Regions from separate parts of the Anser cygnoides genome. Here region 1 is linked to region 2. The links are chromatin contacts, called in public Hi-C maps. All regions are on one chromosome and are shown on one strand. Each heading gives the region's core, a stretch centred on a gene start, on an enhancer-like site or on the middle of the called end of the contact. The rest is flanking DNA. Distances are from core to core; before and after follow the strand shown. Region 1 holds the start of LOC106038813 (synaptotagmin-6-like). Region 2 holds the start of C5H11orf24 (chromosome 5 C11orf24 homolog).

Region 1 (4,799 bases), core at 2,210-4,709, 170 kb before region 2:
GGGGATCCATTCCCCCCTTCCCTGCCACAGCTTGCAAAGCAAATCTAAAGTAGACATGCTGCAAGCAAGGATGCAGCCACATCTCCTAACTGCAGGGATCAAAGATAGCTGTAATCCCAGCGGGGTTTACAGCTGTAATCCCAACGGGGTGGGCTAGTGGCTGCTAACAAATGCTTTGGGGGACGAAATCTGGCTGGGTTTGGGTGACTTGATGGAGAGAGAGCAGAGTTCCTGACTGGAAAGACCGAAAAAGACTGATCCAAGCCCTCAAGTCCAGATGGGACAAGGAATGAGAACCAGGTGAGGGAGGAAGGAAAGCCCTGGAGGATGCTGTTCTACCTCCTTCCTCGTCTTCCTCCTCAATTCTTGGCCCTCTAATTGCCACGTAACTTGGCACCTCCCTCTTAATCCTGAAGGAGAAAACCCTTCCTACCTTTCAGGTGTCTATGGATCTAGCTCCAGTAGTGTGTGCAAAGACTTCCCATCCAGCTGCATCCTGGTATCCAGCTGCAACAGCCCCGACATCCACAGGACAGACTTGGGCCAAAAAAAAAAATTAAAAAAAAAATCCTATTGCTTTGGGTAAAGGAAGAAGAGTTAAAAAACAACTGCACAGCAAAAGCAGATGAAGAGCATGTATTCTTATTCCACTCACCTATTCCATGTTTTCTGGGAGCTTGCATTCACATGTGACTCGGGATTACTGGCCAGCATTTGCCATGGTTTTATGATTTCGCCAAGAGCAGCAGAGGGTTACAAAAGCTCCCCTCCCAGAGCCCAGAAGCTCAGCCTTTCCCCTTCACGCCCTGCTTAGGACCTGCCAGGGAGCTGCAGGGTTTCTCAGCACGGAGCACCTCCTGCAGTGACCCTCACAGCCAGATTTGCCAAGCGGGCACCCAAAACCCCATCCCTCTGCAGCTCTTGTGGAGTTAACCGAGCGGCGGCCTTGCCATCGCATTGTTCCACACGTACGCCCTGTTCCGAACCGGCTTCGTCAATATTGGCTCCCGTCTTGCTGAGCAGGGTGGGACCTTGTTTTTCTAGAATAACAAACCGATCTTGCTGTGTGCTGGTGGCGTGCAGGCTCTCAGAGGGCTCCCAGAGACCCGCTTTTAAGCCGTTTCTGAAGGTATGAGTTTTGTTTAAGTCACCCAGTGTTGAGTTAGACACCTGGGAGGAGCTGGGGATGGGATCCTCTTCTTTGTGTGGGGAGAACCTGGCCTGCTGGAGGCTGCCATCCACATGACAAGGAACGAGTGACAGCCAGATTTACATGAGGGGGACATGGGACAGGGCGATGGACGTGCCACGCCGGGCCTGTCCTGCCCCATCTGTGTGATGGCAGAGCGGCCGTGCACATTTTTGGGGTTGGCCTAACTCACCCAGCAGTGCTGGGGCAGCTCGCAGCAGACCTAGAAAGGTGAAGCTGATTTGGAGCAAGTTCCAGGAGTCCTAGGCTGAGTGTGATGGTTCAGGAGACATTCAGCCTCGCTGCTTTTACTTAAATAGCTGCTTTCCTGCCACGTAATTCAGATGCAGGTTCTTAAAAATAAGAAACCTCTCAGGTGAATGACAGCCAGCCACAAGCTTTAAGGTCTCTGGGTCTGCAGTGCAGAATCAGGACTAATGGATATATGCAATTGTTTGCCTGTTAAACTACAGGTTCTTTTACCTTCATGCTATGCTCTTCCTGAAGGTTATACTATAGGTGAATTCCTCTGGATGCCGTAGAACTGCTCTTCAGCCTGCCTGTGATTCTTTGAGCATTTTTATGGCACAACAACTTGTTGCAGATTAGCAGTGAGTTAAATTTCTCAGCCAGTTTTAAAGGCTCCCCTTAGTCCATTTTTTTTTTTCAGGGAAGTGTTTATTTAGACTGAGATTTAGCTCTCACCCACACAAGGATGTCTCTGCCAGTCACTTCCCGTTCATTTCTACTGCTTCATCTCCAGTGGAGGTGGATGGGGTACGTTATACAGAGCATATACCCCAGCAGCTGCACATGGTCCTGCAACAAAGGTACAGATAACACAGTCAGTGATGAGAAATCATAGAAGAAAATAGCTGGTATGAACAGCAACATCTTCTGAGGTGAAGAAATCACGCACATTTAGGGATTCTGTGCAGGAAGTTTCACTAAACTGATTCCTGCTTTCAAGCTTGCTTTGGGCTGCGTAAACCAGCAGTAATTTCTTGGAACAGACCTCGTCTGAAGCTGGGCTCTGTTTCTTGGCTGCTCTTGTTTGCTAGAGTTGGGTGAAATGTTTGCTCCCTGCAAAGATTAGTGTCCTAATCTCATCTTAAGTAATCATGAAAAAAAAAGAAAGAAAAAAAGAAAAAACCACCACCACCACGTGCTGTTCCTAACCAGAGCTCTATTGTGAATGGGTGTAAAGGCCTAGGGGGAGGGAGCACTCATGCCTGCTCCTCTCCAGATGGATTCAACCTTCTCCTGAGAAGGATGATAATGCTCTTAAAGGATATTTACCCTAAGAGGACTGGTTACTTAGGCTAAGCAGGATGAAAGGCTATGGCGAGCCATAGCCTAATGGACCACTGCCATCTTTTCTCTTGGAGCAAAGGGACAGAGATGGAAGTCCAAACTAAGCTTCTTCTTCTTCCTAGGACTGTCAGGTTACTTCTAGGGACAGATGACAAACTCTCCAGATCCCTTTCTTCAAATTTCCAAACAGAGACCTTCCCTCGGCTCCCATTACAGGGACTTAGCATGTTCTCATGCGCTCTCCCCAAGCATCTTCTTGCCAGGCACTGTCAGAAGGCAATAAGCAGAAGGGACAGTAACTGAATCCTAGGGTCACAGAGTGTTTTGGGTTGGAAGGGACCTTAAAGGTCATCTAATTCCGACCCCCCCACACCAGGCTGCCCAAAGCCCATCCAACCTGGCCTTGAGCACCTCCAAGGATGGGGCAGCCACAGCTTCTCTGGGCAACCTGTGTCAGTCCCTCACCACCCTCTGAGTAAGAATGTCTTCCTTATAGCTAATCTAAAACTACCTTCTTTCAGTCTAAAGCCGTTTCCCCTTGTCCTATCACTCCACTCCCTGATAAGTGTCTCTCTCCAACGGTAGGAGGCAGCAGTGGTATATGGAGGGCAAGGAAGCAGGCTGAAAAGAAGCCTGCAGGGAAATCGCAGGTGTGGCACATTTCCAGCAGTCTTTCATCTTGGAAGACTGTGAGCTGCTTTGTCAATTGCTCTGGCCAAAAGCAGTGAAATCCAGCAGAAGCCTGCCTGTGTGGCAATGATGAGTACAGATCCGTGATGATGCAGCAGTGATCCAGCGAGCACAAACACACGTAAATAATATTGCATGGCCGGCAACATGACTGATTAATTCTGTGTGTATGGGCCTAAGCTGCAGTTTATATATGGCTTGAATACAGACCTTTTCCTTCCCAGCCTGCATCCTGCTTGGGTCGTACAACACGGCGAGGCAGTGCTAGCAATGCTGACCCCTTTCTTCTTTCTCTCTCTCTCAGAGGAACAAGGCATGACAGAGGACAGCTCCATCACGCTCACCTTGCACAGCTTACAGCTGCCCTTTTCCAACACCTGGAAGTACGGGATCTTGGCAATAGCCATCCTCTTGCTCCTGGTGGCCCTGACCATCTTAGTTTGCCAGGTGTGTCAACTCCAGAAACGCCACAGGGCTAGAAAAAGTAAGTATTGGGCAACAGTGCTCAGCAGCCACCATGGGCCTGTTTCTGCTACCTTTTCCTCTCAAAAAGCAACTTCCATCCTGGACCAGATGCAGGAGCTGAGCATGGCTTCGCTAACAGCTATGTCCTCAGTTTTTATGCTTCCAACTGCAAGCATTTCTGTCACAGTCACTGTGCCACGCACCATGCCCAAGGTGCCCTGACCCGAGGCAGGCAAGGGACCAGGTCCCTCTTGCCGACATGACGTGGAGCTGGGGCAGGCCACCTCTCCTGGCTGTTGCCTGTAAGGAGACAAATGGGGCACACGTTTCAGGACCCCACAAGCATACCCTGCAAATACAGTTGTTGTAGCCTTGCTCTGCCAGGAAACCAGCTGCTTCTTCACCAGGCCAGAAATGTATGCACGGCTTCTCCTGTCCCTCCAAGCCCATCTGTTATCGCAGGCCCCAGGTGATGCCAGGTTCACCAGCTCTTCCTCGCTCTCATTCCAGCTCTCCTCGGCCTCCTGTCTCCCAGCCTCAGCAATCCCTCTCTGCTTGGATGGCTTTTACAAAAGAAAAATTATAAAAAATCCAATCCTCCCCTTCCTTTCCCAGCTGCACGGTGTCACAAGCCATGTTACTGAGTGTGGCCCACCCCCCTTCTCTTGTCTGGGAGCATCAGGCCAAGTGCCATCTGAGCACAGCTTGCTCGACGTCTCCAAGCTGCATTTTTATTGTAAGCATGTTGCAAGGCTGTCCCCAAAAGTCTAAAATACAGGTCGTTCACACCAGGAGGTCGGTGCCAGCACTCACGCGATGATAGCATTAGCATGGTACTCTTCAGCAGGTCCCACTAACAAGGCCTTGCTGGTGACAACGTGGTCCCTGAGGGAGGAGAGGTCAAGACAGGCTGTAGGATCCGTTGTCCTTCTACCTGTACCCAGCTTTTGGGGTACCCCATCTAAAGGCCCTGATTTCCAGAGATGGGATTTTTTAAACTCTGGTCTCCCTAAAGACTTTCAGAAACTCCCAAATAAAAATCCCATCCTCAGACTTTCAGCCTCCAAACATCACCATCTCCAAGCTGGACATCACTTACTTGGCTTTTCTTTATTCCCACAGAGAAGAAATACCACAGTGA
Region 2 (4,326 bases), core at 559-3,058:
CAAAGATCTTTAAACACCTTTCAAAACGATGTCCTCTGGGGGCCTGAACAGCAGATGTTCCCCGTGCATCACAGGGAGAGAGGTGAACAGGGCACGTTTATGATATCACGTTCTCTTTGTTTAGGTGATCACGGCTTTACTTTAGTACCTTTATTTTCCCATTCTGCATCTGGGCTTCTCCGTGTGCATTTTCATTTATTTTTTTTTCTCCTGAGACTGCTTAAGAAATGTGCTTGTTCCCCACCATACCAACCCAAGGGGTGTGAGCCCTCCTGCTTCATATTATTTGCTCCATCTTTGCACTTGATCCTGTCAGATTTCCTTTTTCTACAGCACACAGTCCTTCCCCCATTTTCAACCGTCTCTTCTAATTCTCCTGGATAGCAGAGGTTCTTCCTCCCTTTCTCCTTCTCTGGAAAGGAGGGGAGGGAGCATTTCAGTAGATGTCAGTATCTTACATGAAAGATGGAATGATACATCTACACAACAGATGCAGGCAGACACGCTTTGAGTCCTTAATGTGGAGCTCTGTCTGGCTCTGCATTTTGTCTACTTTTAATTATCTGATGGACTAGGGTATAAATTCCTCCTCCTCATTGCTCATTTCTAAAAGCAAATTTCTGTGTTCTAAAATTACATCAGCATGTGTGAATGATTTCAGCATCGCTTTCATCTATGGCCAGATTAGCAGTAGCAGCTCAGATCCTACTTGAGGTAGCAAAAGCTCCTGTTTCACCTGTTCAATGTCACAAACACTATATAAAGCATCTCACAATACGGGCTATGCCTGTACGCACAATGTTGTCACCTGCACTTTTTTTTTTTTTTAAGACTCTTCTCTGGGCCATCTGGAAATAACCCAAACGTGCTGAATGTGTACTTGATCTAAAATGGGCGCTTACAGCTTAAAGGAAGTTCTGCTCCTTCTGTCGTTTTGTGGAGCTGGCTGCATGTTGCAGAATGCTGCTCCGGCACACCTATTTAATATGTATCTGTACGTACTGGTACACACTGCAGTGTGTAAATGCTTCAAAGTTCCACTGCTGCTAGGGTTTCCCCTGATAACACACCAAAGCAGCTGCAGACTGGCGTTGTGCAAACCTTTGGCGTTGACAGAAACACTAAAAACGGCAAAATAACCATTTATTATTGCAGGATGTGTGTTACTGAGATGTGGGTAACAAGGAGCTGTTAGCCTGAGCATGTTTCTATCTAGTTTTTCCTTTCGGAGACAGTTGTGAGTCTTACACAACCAGCCCAGCCGCCCTTCCTTTACTCAACACAAAGCCTCCTGTAATGTTTGCTTGCAGAAAACGTGGGGGAGGCGTATTGGTAATGAATTTAGAACACCGAAAGATGCTTCTGCAGCCGCCCCCCAGCTTGCAGCAGGGGTTTTCACACTGGAAGAAAATTGCCCCTTTGGCTGCAACTCCTCAGCCAAGAGCGGGCCAGGGTACAAGCCTGACCTCCACAAAACAGGCACGCCTTAACGTGTGGTGCGCATCTGGGGGTAATTTACACGTGCTGAGAGGAAAGGGGCGTCTGTGGCCCTGCCCGGTGCGCAAATAGGAGCCGGGCAGGAGGAGAAACGACGCTCACGCAGAGGGCGGAGGGACACGACCACGCTCCTCCAGGCCCCTCCGCCCTCCACTGGGCACAGCCCCCGCGCAACGCTATTTCCGCCCTCCCCTCGCCGTTTCCGGGGTGACAGGAGAGAAGGGGGGCGTGGCTGGGGGCGTGGCCGAGGCGGGAGGAGGCGGGGCGATCTGCGGGCGGGCCAATGGGGAGCGGCGATGGGCGGGAGGGGCGGGGCGAGGCGGCGGCACGTGGCGGGGCGCGGCGCCGCCCGGTTCCGCTCCTGCCCCGCGGGGGTCGCGCCGGTACCGGGCGTGCGGCCGCCGCCTGCGCCCCGCTCAGCGCCGCGGTAAGCGCCCCGCTGCGGGCTGACAGTGCCGGGGGGGGGGGCGGTAGGCTCGGTGCGGGCACGGGGGAGCGGAGCGGGGCCCGGCGGGGCACCGGGAGGGGGCGGGCAGCCGTACCGGGAGGGCTCCGCCGGGTCGTCCCCTCCCCCAGCTCCCGGTTGCCCCCGGTCCTGGTTCCCCACTCCTCTCCCTTCCCCCGTCTCCTTCCCTTCCCGGTCTCGGTTCCCCTCTCCTATCTTCCTCCCCGGTCCCGGCTCTTCCTCCCCAGCCCTTGTCTCGGTCCCGGTCCCGGTCCCGTTCCCAGCTGCGGAGGGTAACGGGGAGCACCCGGTGCCGCTGCATGCCCCATACCGGGAGGTGACCAGCCCCCCGTGATCCTCAGGAGACCTGTTTTTTTTTTTGGGGGGGTGGGGTGGGTTGGGGATGTTCTGAAAAGCCCCCCCCGGTGCCCGCGGGGTGCCCGGTGGGCGTCGTGGCAGGGGGTCTGTCGTGGGGCTGGGGTCTGAAGTTGTGCAGCGGAGAAACCGTGGGGTGGGAGGAGCGCCGTGTGGGTAGCGCGTGTTCAATAACCCTGACTGCACCCCAGAGCTACCGGCGGCGTTCCGTGCAGCTCCTTTTATTTCCCTATGGACCCCTTCAAAGACGCGGGGTCTGCGGCACTTCCTGGCGGTGTCACAGGCACGCACAAAAAGTCTGGTGTCTGAATAAGCGATGGAGGCTGCATGAAATGCAGATTGCCTTTGTAAGTGGCTTTCCGCTTCACGTGGAGGAATGAAATGTTTTTCATCCTGTGCCCCATCGTTTACCCCAAGTAAATGTTTTCAGTAGGTTTAACTGTACCCTGGGCGATGTTAGCACACTGCCATGAGACAGTAAGAAGAACAAATCCTGTTCTTTGACCGGGCTCTTAAAGACAGTATCCTCTGGGGATGTCCTGTTCCAGTGGTTCTTGCCCTGGTGGGTTTAGTGAATCCCTTAACTCGCCTCTCTGCTGCCTCCAAACTTTGTCTTGTAGGACTGGCAAAGAAAAATCCCGTGTCAGGATCCTATTGAGTACGGTGCCTTGGCATCCCGTGTGTTAGCTGAATGAATCCCTGCCGGGCTTGGTCATGCGACAGCACTCCTGCTTCCCGATAAAGTGAGTTAACCGACTGCTTGCCTAAGGAGCCACCATGGGAACGCTGACCCTCCCTGCCTGGAGCTAATCCGCGGCCTTGCTGATCGAAGTGAACTCCCTGATACTGAGTATTTGGTGCCCTTTAGGCCTCTGAGGGTTTGTGGCTGATCAGTAGCTTTGAAAACTGGGCTCTAAGATGCATGTTGATGTTTCTCTCTCTCAAAAGTGCATGTATTTCTGTATTAATCTTACTTACCTATCATAATGATCCACTACTGTATGTGTTAATGCAGTCCATTACATGGCAATGGGTAATTTAGAAAGGATCTGTCCATTTTTATTATCTTTATAATGGGTTAATGCACTTGCTGTGCGTGTTTGCTGCTTGGTTCTAGTTTAAATACTTTATATGCTTGTATATGCACATATCCTTTTTTGTACTTCCTTGGGGAAAAGTTTGGACTACGGGCCTCTTAACGTGTAGCTGCAGACATCTTTATTTTTTTGTTTTAGCTGTAAATTCCCTGCTGGGTTTATAAAATCATCTGCCAGAAAACAGGCCTTGCATCTGGCTATCTGCTATTGAAATTCTAATTGGAGCCTCTGTGCAACCTGCAGCCCCAGCCTCCTAAACGGAGTCTCCTGGTGCAGACTTATCAGAGGCGATGGAAATAATTTGCAAGCGAAATTTCAAGCTTCAGTGATGAAAAATGCCCATGCTGAAGGCCTGATAATGTGCTTAAAGGCTCTGGCTGCATACCCTGGATTACAGGGTAGGTGCTTGTTTAAATGTGGTAGCTGACTTATCAGGGTATATGACTGACTAAATTTTCAAGGGACAACGTTGCAGGGATATTAAAGAGCGGAGACGTTTGTTTTAAGCAGTGCGTGCTGGAAACATCCAAAACTTTGCCTGAAGAAACTGCGCAGAATTGATTTGCATCAAGTTTCTTGTCTTGCTGTGTTTTTTTTTAAAGGCTTGGGTAAAACTTTTCTCCGTGAGGCTTTTAGTGCACGCTTCCGCTGACAGCTGCCTGTGCTCTGATGCATAGCATTAACCTAGCATGTGTTCTGGGTAGCGTTATCTGTGCTTGAACCACAGTTTTATAAATCGAAAGCACCATAAAGCAGGTCCAGCCGGAGTTTATGCCAGCATGCTGAAGTGAAAAATGATGAGGAAGCAGGAGGAATGAACTTGTTACTCAGCTGTGCACCCACAAACCAGAGGAGCGGGTGCGTTGTTTTTGCTGCTTCATCTTGGTTGGTGTGTGTGCTCTAGGCGTGGAG

What was found. A called contact is a pair of places that touch in the nucleus more often than the background predicts.
Region 1: a contact with region 2 is called in a Hi-C map of granulosa cells, with 2.5 times the contacts expected there. The contact joins the promoter of LOC106038813 here to the promoter of C5H11orf24 in region 2. A contact is called at or near these places in 3 of 7 Hi-C or Micro-C datasets (granulosa cells and liver).

The regions. Positions count from the first base shown.
Region 1 is chr5:40,024,418-40,029,216 of Taihu_goose_T2T_genome, reverse strand. LOC106038813 (synaptotagmin-6-like) reads left to right here and starts at 3,459. Exons shown (of 5, transcript XM_066998006.1): 1 at 3,459-3,677; 2 at 4,781-4,799. It overlaps LOC136790933 (a long non-coding RNA gene), which reads right to left. Exons shown (of 3, transcript XR_010831839.1): 2 at 1,895-2,008; 3 at 380-507.
Region 2 is chr5:39,852,414-39,856,739 of Taihu_goose_T2T_genome, reverse strand. It overlaps C5H11orf24 (chromosome 5 C11orf24 homolog), which reads left to right and starts at 1,808. Exons shown (of 7, transcript XM_066997965.1): 1 at 1,808-1,924; 2 at 2,938-3,060; 3 at 4,168-4,272.